Linked DNA regions of Triticum aestivum: region 2 is linked to region 1. The links are chromatin contacts, called in public Hi-C maps. All regions are on one chromosome and are shown on one strand. Each heading gives the region's core, a stretch centred on a gene start, on an enhancer-like site or on the middle of the called end of the contact. The rest is flanking DNA. Distances are from core to core; before and after follow the strand shown. Region 1 holds the start of LOC123144760. Region 2 holds the start of LOC123142589.

What was found. A called contact is a pair of places that touch in the nucleus more often than the background predicts.
Region 2: a contact with region 1 is called in a Hi-C map of leaf, with 8 times the contacts expected there. The contact joins the promoter of LOC123142589 here to the promoter of LOC123144760 in region 1. A contact is called at or near these places in 2 of 5 Hi-C or Micro-C datasets (both in leaf).

The regions. Positions count from the first base shown.
Region 1 is chr6D:298,856,355-298,859,764 of IWGSC CS RefSeq v2.1, reverse strand. LOC123144760 reads left to right here and starts at 1,653. Exons shown (of 4, transcript XM_044563984.1): 1 at 1,653-1,850.
Region 2 is chr6D:299,355,497-299,359,415 of IWGSC CS RefSeq v2.1, reverse strand. LOC123142589 reads right to left here and starts at 1,259. Exons shown (of 4, transcript XM_044561437.1): 1 at 401-1,259. The coding sequence starts at 921. It overlaps LOC123144761 (probable alpha-galactosidase B), which reads right to left. Exons shown (of 14, transcript XM_044563986.1): 14 at 2,446-2,908. The coding sequence ends at 2,691.

The DNA.
Region 1 (3,410 bases), core at 404-2,903:
TTTTGGAAGTTGAATGAGAGGGAATGAAATGACTTTCCCAAACTTTCACCTTGCATTTATGATCTCCATGAATTCAAATTCATTTCATCACAAAAGCCTAGAGTGAAGATGATATGACTTCTTCCATTTAAATAAATGAAAAGGGTTTTGAAAAGATTTGAATTCCATTTGGAAATATTTCAAAATTAGGAAACTTTACGCAACTCAATGATTTTCATGAGAGAGGATAAGATGACTTCTACAAAACATATGAAATAGAGTTGGAAGTGGTTTGAAATTCAAATTCAAACCCATTTAGGAGTTATTTTTGTTTTTATTCAAATTATTTTTCTCCAAAAATAAAATATATGGAAATTAGGGTAAAATGATTCCCTACAGTCTAAAAGTGAATAAAAATAAATTTGAAATCATTTTGTTATTTGAAAAATGATTTTTATTGGGTTTTATTGCAACAGCACCATTGTTTGACTTTTGAGAATTTTTTTGTACTTTATTTAAACCTGAAAAATAGTTTATATTTTGGGATTTATTTTTCTGAAAATTTATATATATTATATGCCTATATTAAGTTTTTATTTAGTTTGTTTTATTTGAGTTTACCCTCTGTCTTTTTTTCTTAAAAAAAAAGAGCCCGCCAGGCTAGGCCAGGCGCACCGGCCGGCCCAGCCCAGCGCTGGCGCTAGGGCTAGCGCTCGCACGAGCGAGAGGTACTCCCGGGCGGGGTACCTATTACATGCTTGGGTGAAAATACCCACCAAACGCGCACCCCCAGCACCCTTGTGCGCTTTTGGGCCGGCACATGTACAAGGCGGGGTGCCCCTGTTTTTTTTCTTTTATTGTTTTTCTTTGCCGTTAATTGGTTGTTTAAAAATTGTTTGTGATTAGGATTTAAAAATAATCTGAATTTATAAAGAATGTTCCCAAAGTTCAAAAAATATATTAAAAATATTCACAGATTTAAAAAACTGTTTCTGGCTTCCATAAAATGTCCTTAAATTTTAAAATTGTTCCGTATTTAAAAAATATCCATGAATTAGAAAAAACAAATCTTGACTTTCAAAAAACATTCCAAATTTTTAAATTAATAAAAATGTAAATTTTTCCCAGAATTCAAAAATATTCCATTAAAAATCAAGAAATGTTAAAAGAAAAAACTTAAAATACAAAACAAAAATACCCGAAAATAATACAGAATAAATCTGGTTAAAAAAAGGGGGAAACCCAGATCCAGGAAACCGGGCGGAGCGGGGAGCCCACCCGTTTCCGTGGGCTCCCACCAACTCTCTCACTACGTGGTGTTGGGAGGGATGTCAACTGATCCCGTTTAATCCCGTTTTAAATCCACTTATGATATGATAGTTCAAAAAGGTTTTTTGTTTGTTTAAAGAAAATGAACCATCAAGCTAGCAAAAACTAACTACTCCCTCCGTTTCAAAATATAAGTCTTTTAAGAGATTCCAATAAAGGACTACATACGAAGCAAAATGAGTGAATCTACCTTCTAAAATATGTCTATATACATCCGTATGTAGTCTTTTAGTGAAATCTCTAGAAAAACTTATATTTAGGAATGGAGTAAATAGGATTGCGGACGCCATTTATCTCACCACTTCCCGACCGAGTGTGTCTCAAAAAATAAAAACTTCCCGACCCGTCACCCGAGTGTTCTAAAAAAAAAACTGCCGGAGCCGAGCCGAGTACGAGGACCCCAATCCAAATCGCCTCTTTCCCTTCCTCCTTCCTTCTTCCCCCTCCCATCTTCTCGTTCCCCCCTCGTACGCGGAAACCCCGCTTCGCCTCCACCCACCGCCGTGGTCCAGCCTTCCGCTTCCGCCGCCGTGGTGCTCGAGGTAAGCCACCGTGACGCCTGCTCCGGCTCCCCCGTTTTCCTCTCGCGTATTCACATGATCCGAGACCCTCGCCTTTGGCGTTCGCGTGCTCCCCTGCGCTCGTCTCCGTTTGGTTTGTCCGTCTCATGTTCGTCGTTTGTCTAGCGGCACCTTCCACTTTTTGTTCTCCTCGGTTAGGGTTCGTTAGGACGCTCTGCCTTGCGCTGTGGTTCACCCCCTCGGTACCTGATCGTACAAATTGCCGCGGAGATGGGGTGAGGCGTGGTGGGCCTCTACCCTTATCTGAGCCCAACATACTGTTTCTTACCGCCAATTCGGACCCCCTTTCTGGCTCGCTGCGTTTCCGCATATGATTTGTGATGACGGAGTTCCCGGAGAAGGTTCATTCTGTTGTATGGGAGGGGCTAGGGAATCCTTGTAGCTGTGTGTCCTGCAGTTTTAATCGTTCCACGCCATCATTCATGTCGAAGAATTTTATCCACTTGTGGTTTTCCGTTAGTTGGTCTGAGCATAAGCAAGGTAGTGCATGTTTATTATTAAATGATTGGCATTTGGCAATATATACTCTTCATAGGATTAATTGAGATCTGAGATTGTGGGAATCACACTAAATGTTTCCTCCAGGTGGTTATTAAACCACAAGGGAGCATCTTACACATTTGCTTTTCTTTACCATCTGGAGAAGACAAATTGTCTTGTTCAAGATTATCTGATCTGATGAAATTGAAGCCGTCGGAATAGATTGACAACCTTGATGTATTTCCACTTTACTTCTTACTAGCAAACATGCCCGTTGCAACGGGAGAAAATTAATATCTTAGCGACCTAGTGCAATAAGCATGGCTCAAGACCACTCACCCTCCATGACAACACATCCGAACGTTGTCAATCTTAAGATGATGAGCTCGGCCATCGCGCGACACACCTGTCATTAAACTGCGCTAGCGCAAGGGAATGCTTAAAGCGTTAGAAATTAATCTCGTCGAGCTAGACGTGAGTGCCGCCCTCCGCGAGCTACTCTCTGCAACCATTGGAAAGAGAGGAAGAAAAAAAAAGGAGAATGTTTCATCCCATTACTTATTGCCTAGTCCACATGATCTTTATGACTACTAATAAATCCAGTCTCGCTTTAGTAGAAAACAACTGCGTTGATATTGGGGCTAGCGTTCATGCTAGATTTTCAATCGATTAATTGGTAATAAAGCTACTCTTTCTTCTTCAACATTATGATTTCTTCATTGCCAAATCTAGCATGTGGATTTCCGTTAGAACACATGAATTAGGCTTTTTGGCGCAAATCTAGCATGTGGATTTCAGTTAATTTATTTAGTAGAAAACAGCTACATTGATATTGTGGCTAGCGTTTATGCTAGATTTTCAATCGATTAATTGGTAATAAAGCTACACTTTTTTCTTCAACATTATGATTTCTTCATTGTCAAATCTAGCACGTGGATTTCCGTTAGTACACATGAATTAGGCTTACTTGGTACAAATCTAGCACGTGGATTTCCGTTAGTTTATTTATAGGGTTTTAAATGGCCGGAGGGCCACGGAGTG
Region 2 (3,919 bases), core at 10-2,509, 500 kb before region 1:
TCCATCCGTCCCATAATATAAGACGTTATTACAACCAATATACAAAAATCCAAGATCTTATCACAACCAATATGATTATGGGACGGAGGGAGTATTTTTCAAGAACATGCAGGGCAGCTACATGTAAATATATTAAGCAGGGAGAAAGCTAAACCACCAGGAGGCGGAAACGACATTATATGCAACATACGTTTAAGCATCCAACATAAAAGATTGTAGAGATGAATCACTTTCCCTAAACCATGGCGACAGCAAATAGAATTTCCATTTAGATTGCTACGACCAGCATGGCAGTGTGATAAACTGCAACAACCGTTGTCGCTATGAGCAACATCCAGAAACAAAAGGAAAACCGAATTACAGTACTATCAGAAGAAATAAGAAAGTGCCGCAAACCTACGCATCAGCCAAGAACTTTGGTCGCTTCAGTCGTGTGTTGCAGCCATCCGATTTGGGAGTCATCGACTCCAACCACCTTCGTTTCTTGTCGACCAGGACCTCCTGCTTCCGAACAAGCGACCATAGCCTTTTGCCATCCTCGACGGAGAAGTCCATCGCCAGCTCTGTACGCTTGGTCGGGACGATTGTGGAGATGGTAAGAGGAGAGAACGCAAAGCAGGGAGGGAGATGGTGGTGGTGGGTGACGGCGGGAGAGCCTAACGGACGGCGAGGGAGCTCCGGTAGTTGGAGCCGCCAGCCAGGTGCCCTCGAGAGAATCAAGAGCTGCCTGCCTGACGGCTGCCGCGGCAGGCGGCGTGGGCGACGGGTTGGAGAGCCGGACCGGCGGCACGGGGCTTTATTGGGCTTGGGCCGCTGAAGCTTCTCTACATGGGCTAGCCACTGGCGCGGCCCATTAGCACATATGTTTATCTCTTTTCTTCGAGAGCAACTAGTTGAGTCCTTCGAGAGCCTCCCAACCATAGGGTGGACTTAGAGCGCGCCAGGTGACGCGCTCTCAACCGTCACCATGTGTCCCTGGGCTTTTCTTTCGAATTTTGTTTTTTTATTTTATTTTTTTGCACGCGTTTTTGGATTTTTAAATGTTTTTTTAGATTTTTTGACTTTCTGGTTTTTTACCCTTTTTTCTTAACTTTTTGACAAAAAATAAAAAAGATGGGTGGATACAGTTTTGCTTCTGCGAGTTTTTTCTTTTTTTCGTGAGAGGCACGGTTTTGCTTCTGCGACGTGCCTTTCGGAAACGAAAAAAAACACGTTTTCTTTTTTTTCTTCCGCTAGAGACACAGTTTTGCTTCCGCGAGAGGCACGTTCGTGCCTCTTAAAACAGAAAAAAAACACGTTTTTTTTTCTTTCGTAAAAAGCACTGTTTTGCTTCTGCGAGAGGCACAATGATGCCTTTCGGAAACAGAAAAAACGCATTTTCTTTTTTCTTTTTTCTGTGGGAGGCGCGGTTTTGCTTCCACGGAAGGCATGAATTTACCTTCGCAAGAGGCACGGCCGTGCTTCTTGGAAACGGCTTCCGAAAAGGAAAAAAAATGCTCCTGGTTTGATTTTTTCATCCGATTTTTTCTCATGAAAAAGTTCGTCAAAACCTATCAACATGGGATCTAGTTTTAAAGATCTTGACGCATGAAATCCAACGATGAAAATGATTCGACATTAGGACGCACAGTTTAAGAGATAAAACATTTTGAATAAACGAATCTACAAAATAAGGAAAACCCCCAAGTTGCGACAAGTGACGCACATGCAACACTCCACTTGTCACAACCTGGGAGGGGGAGTGATCTTTGAAAGGAGTACTCCTTATTTAGTGATTTCGCTTTTCTTCTATGTCTACCTGCTGGAGATTTACCCCTAAAAAAACCAGCCGAAGACATTCTAAAAAAAATCTACTGCACTATCTAGTTCAAACAACACCAGCAGAGCAAAACACGTCCAATCCTTCCAGTAAATGGCCTCACGTGAGCCATTTTATGCGGCCCTCTATATCAGAGAAGCAACAAAACACGCCCAAGGCTTCTAGTAAATGGCATGCCGAAGTGTGCAGGGCTCACGTGCGCCATTTTATGCGGCCCTTCTATATCAAAGAATTTGTATCTACTCCCAAGCTCAAATGCTCTTTGATAAACAGTAAAATCAAAAGAAAAAAAGTAAATAAATTCAAAGAATTCTGATTTTTTTTGCCAAACTTTGACAAATGTTTTCTGTACTTGCAAAGTTTATTATGAAATGACATTCATGGAAATCATGGCAAAAAAAACAAAATCAATGTTGCAAAAATGCTATTTACGAAAGCATTTTGGAGTTCTGATTTTTTTAGTTACTCCCACGAATGTCATTTCATCATGAAAATTTGCAGGCACTCAAAACATTTGTCAAAGTTTGCACAGCAAAAAATTCAGAATTTTTTGAATTATGTTTGTGAGATGCACCAGAAGAGACAGTCCGGCTCCTCTGTTGCCCTCTCCTCATTTTCTGCGGCCCTTCTATATCAGCGCATTTGAGTGTTTCGTCATCCTGAGTTGATGCATAATTACTCAAACCCATCCCGTTCTAGCACGGGTACGGTTTGACGAAGGTCAACTCGACCGCTTTCAAGCACCGACCTGGAAACGACCTACCCAATATTGTTCAAGGTTCACGCTGTTCAGGGTAGTAGGCTTACATCATATCATGGGATTGCAGTAGGCTACCAAGATTATTCCCACCGTGAGGAAGTCTGGCAAAGCTCAACACATGAGTTCGAACACCACGCAACCGTGTGGATTCACCGCCGCTGAGATCTCTTCCTCGAGGAGACCAAGGTTCCTCCCACTCCAAACTTCACTGCAGCTGCATGAGTGTTTTCGTACGAAGGTTGTCCCAAGAACCTTTTCCAGGTCCGATATTCTCGCGGTTATCTTCCGGCTCACCGAGTCAAGGTTGAAGAACGCGAGGTAGATTTCCCCTGCGACATAAACAACATATTAAACATAATGAACTACTTCTTGTGTATTACTCGTGCAGATCTCGCGGCGGCCGGTGGTGCGCGGTGGCGTTCCGCCGGTGGCTGGCGCCTGCTGCCCGTGGGGCGGCGTCCCTCACGGCGGCGGGGCTGCCCCTGAACGGCGCTTGGTGGTGGCCACTTGGCGGCGCGTGGGTGGGCCGGATCTAGGCTTCCGGTCTGCGTCCTCGTCGTGGCAGCGCTTGCTGTTGCCCTCGGCCATGAGGCGTGGTCCGGGACGGGCCGAGCGCCGGTGGTGCTGGCCAGGACGCACGCTGGCAGCGCCCAACTTCATCTCGCGTCGTCTTGCTGGCCAATGGTGGTGGTCATCTTCTTCGTCAGAGATGGCCGGCCAGAGGCTTGGTGATCGGATCTCGAGATCCATCATCTAGTCCCGGCTACGAGTTGGGGAGACATGGTTGCCAGTGAAAACCGAGCCGTTGGCAGGCGATGGCGGCATTCTACGTCGTTATCTTGATGGAGGCATCGCCGTGTAACTACTGTCGACTCACTCGTGCTGCTCTGGGGGAAACCCTAGGATCTGGTGTTCCAAATCGGACGATGGCGACACTGCGGTGTCGTTTCTCTCGTGGGAGCATCGTTTGTGGAGCAGCGCTGGAAGTCAGAGGCAGGAGGTGGAACGGCTTCGTCTTGCACGGAGCTTCGATAGAGATGTCAAGTCATGCCTGACCGACAGGTGCTACGTTTTGTCATGCCTGGTCGGCAGGTGCTACGCACGACAGATCTTTCAAAGATCTCAAGCTGTGTCGGCTGATGGTACTTGGCAGCATGGTGCTGAGGTGTATCAGTGGCGACCGCGACGTGCTCAGCTGTTTGCGCGCAAGGAGGAGGTGTCGTTGGGCGCCGTGGTGGCGTCGACGATAGCTAGACCGAGCAAGGTTGATGCATCAGTACAGTTCTGAAGATGGAGCGGTGGCAGTTGGCGGCGGCGGCCTCTGAGAGCACCCCGGACCG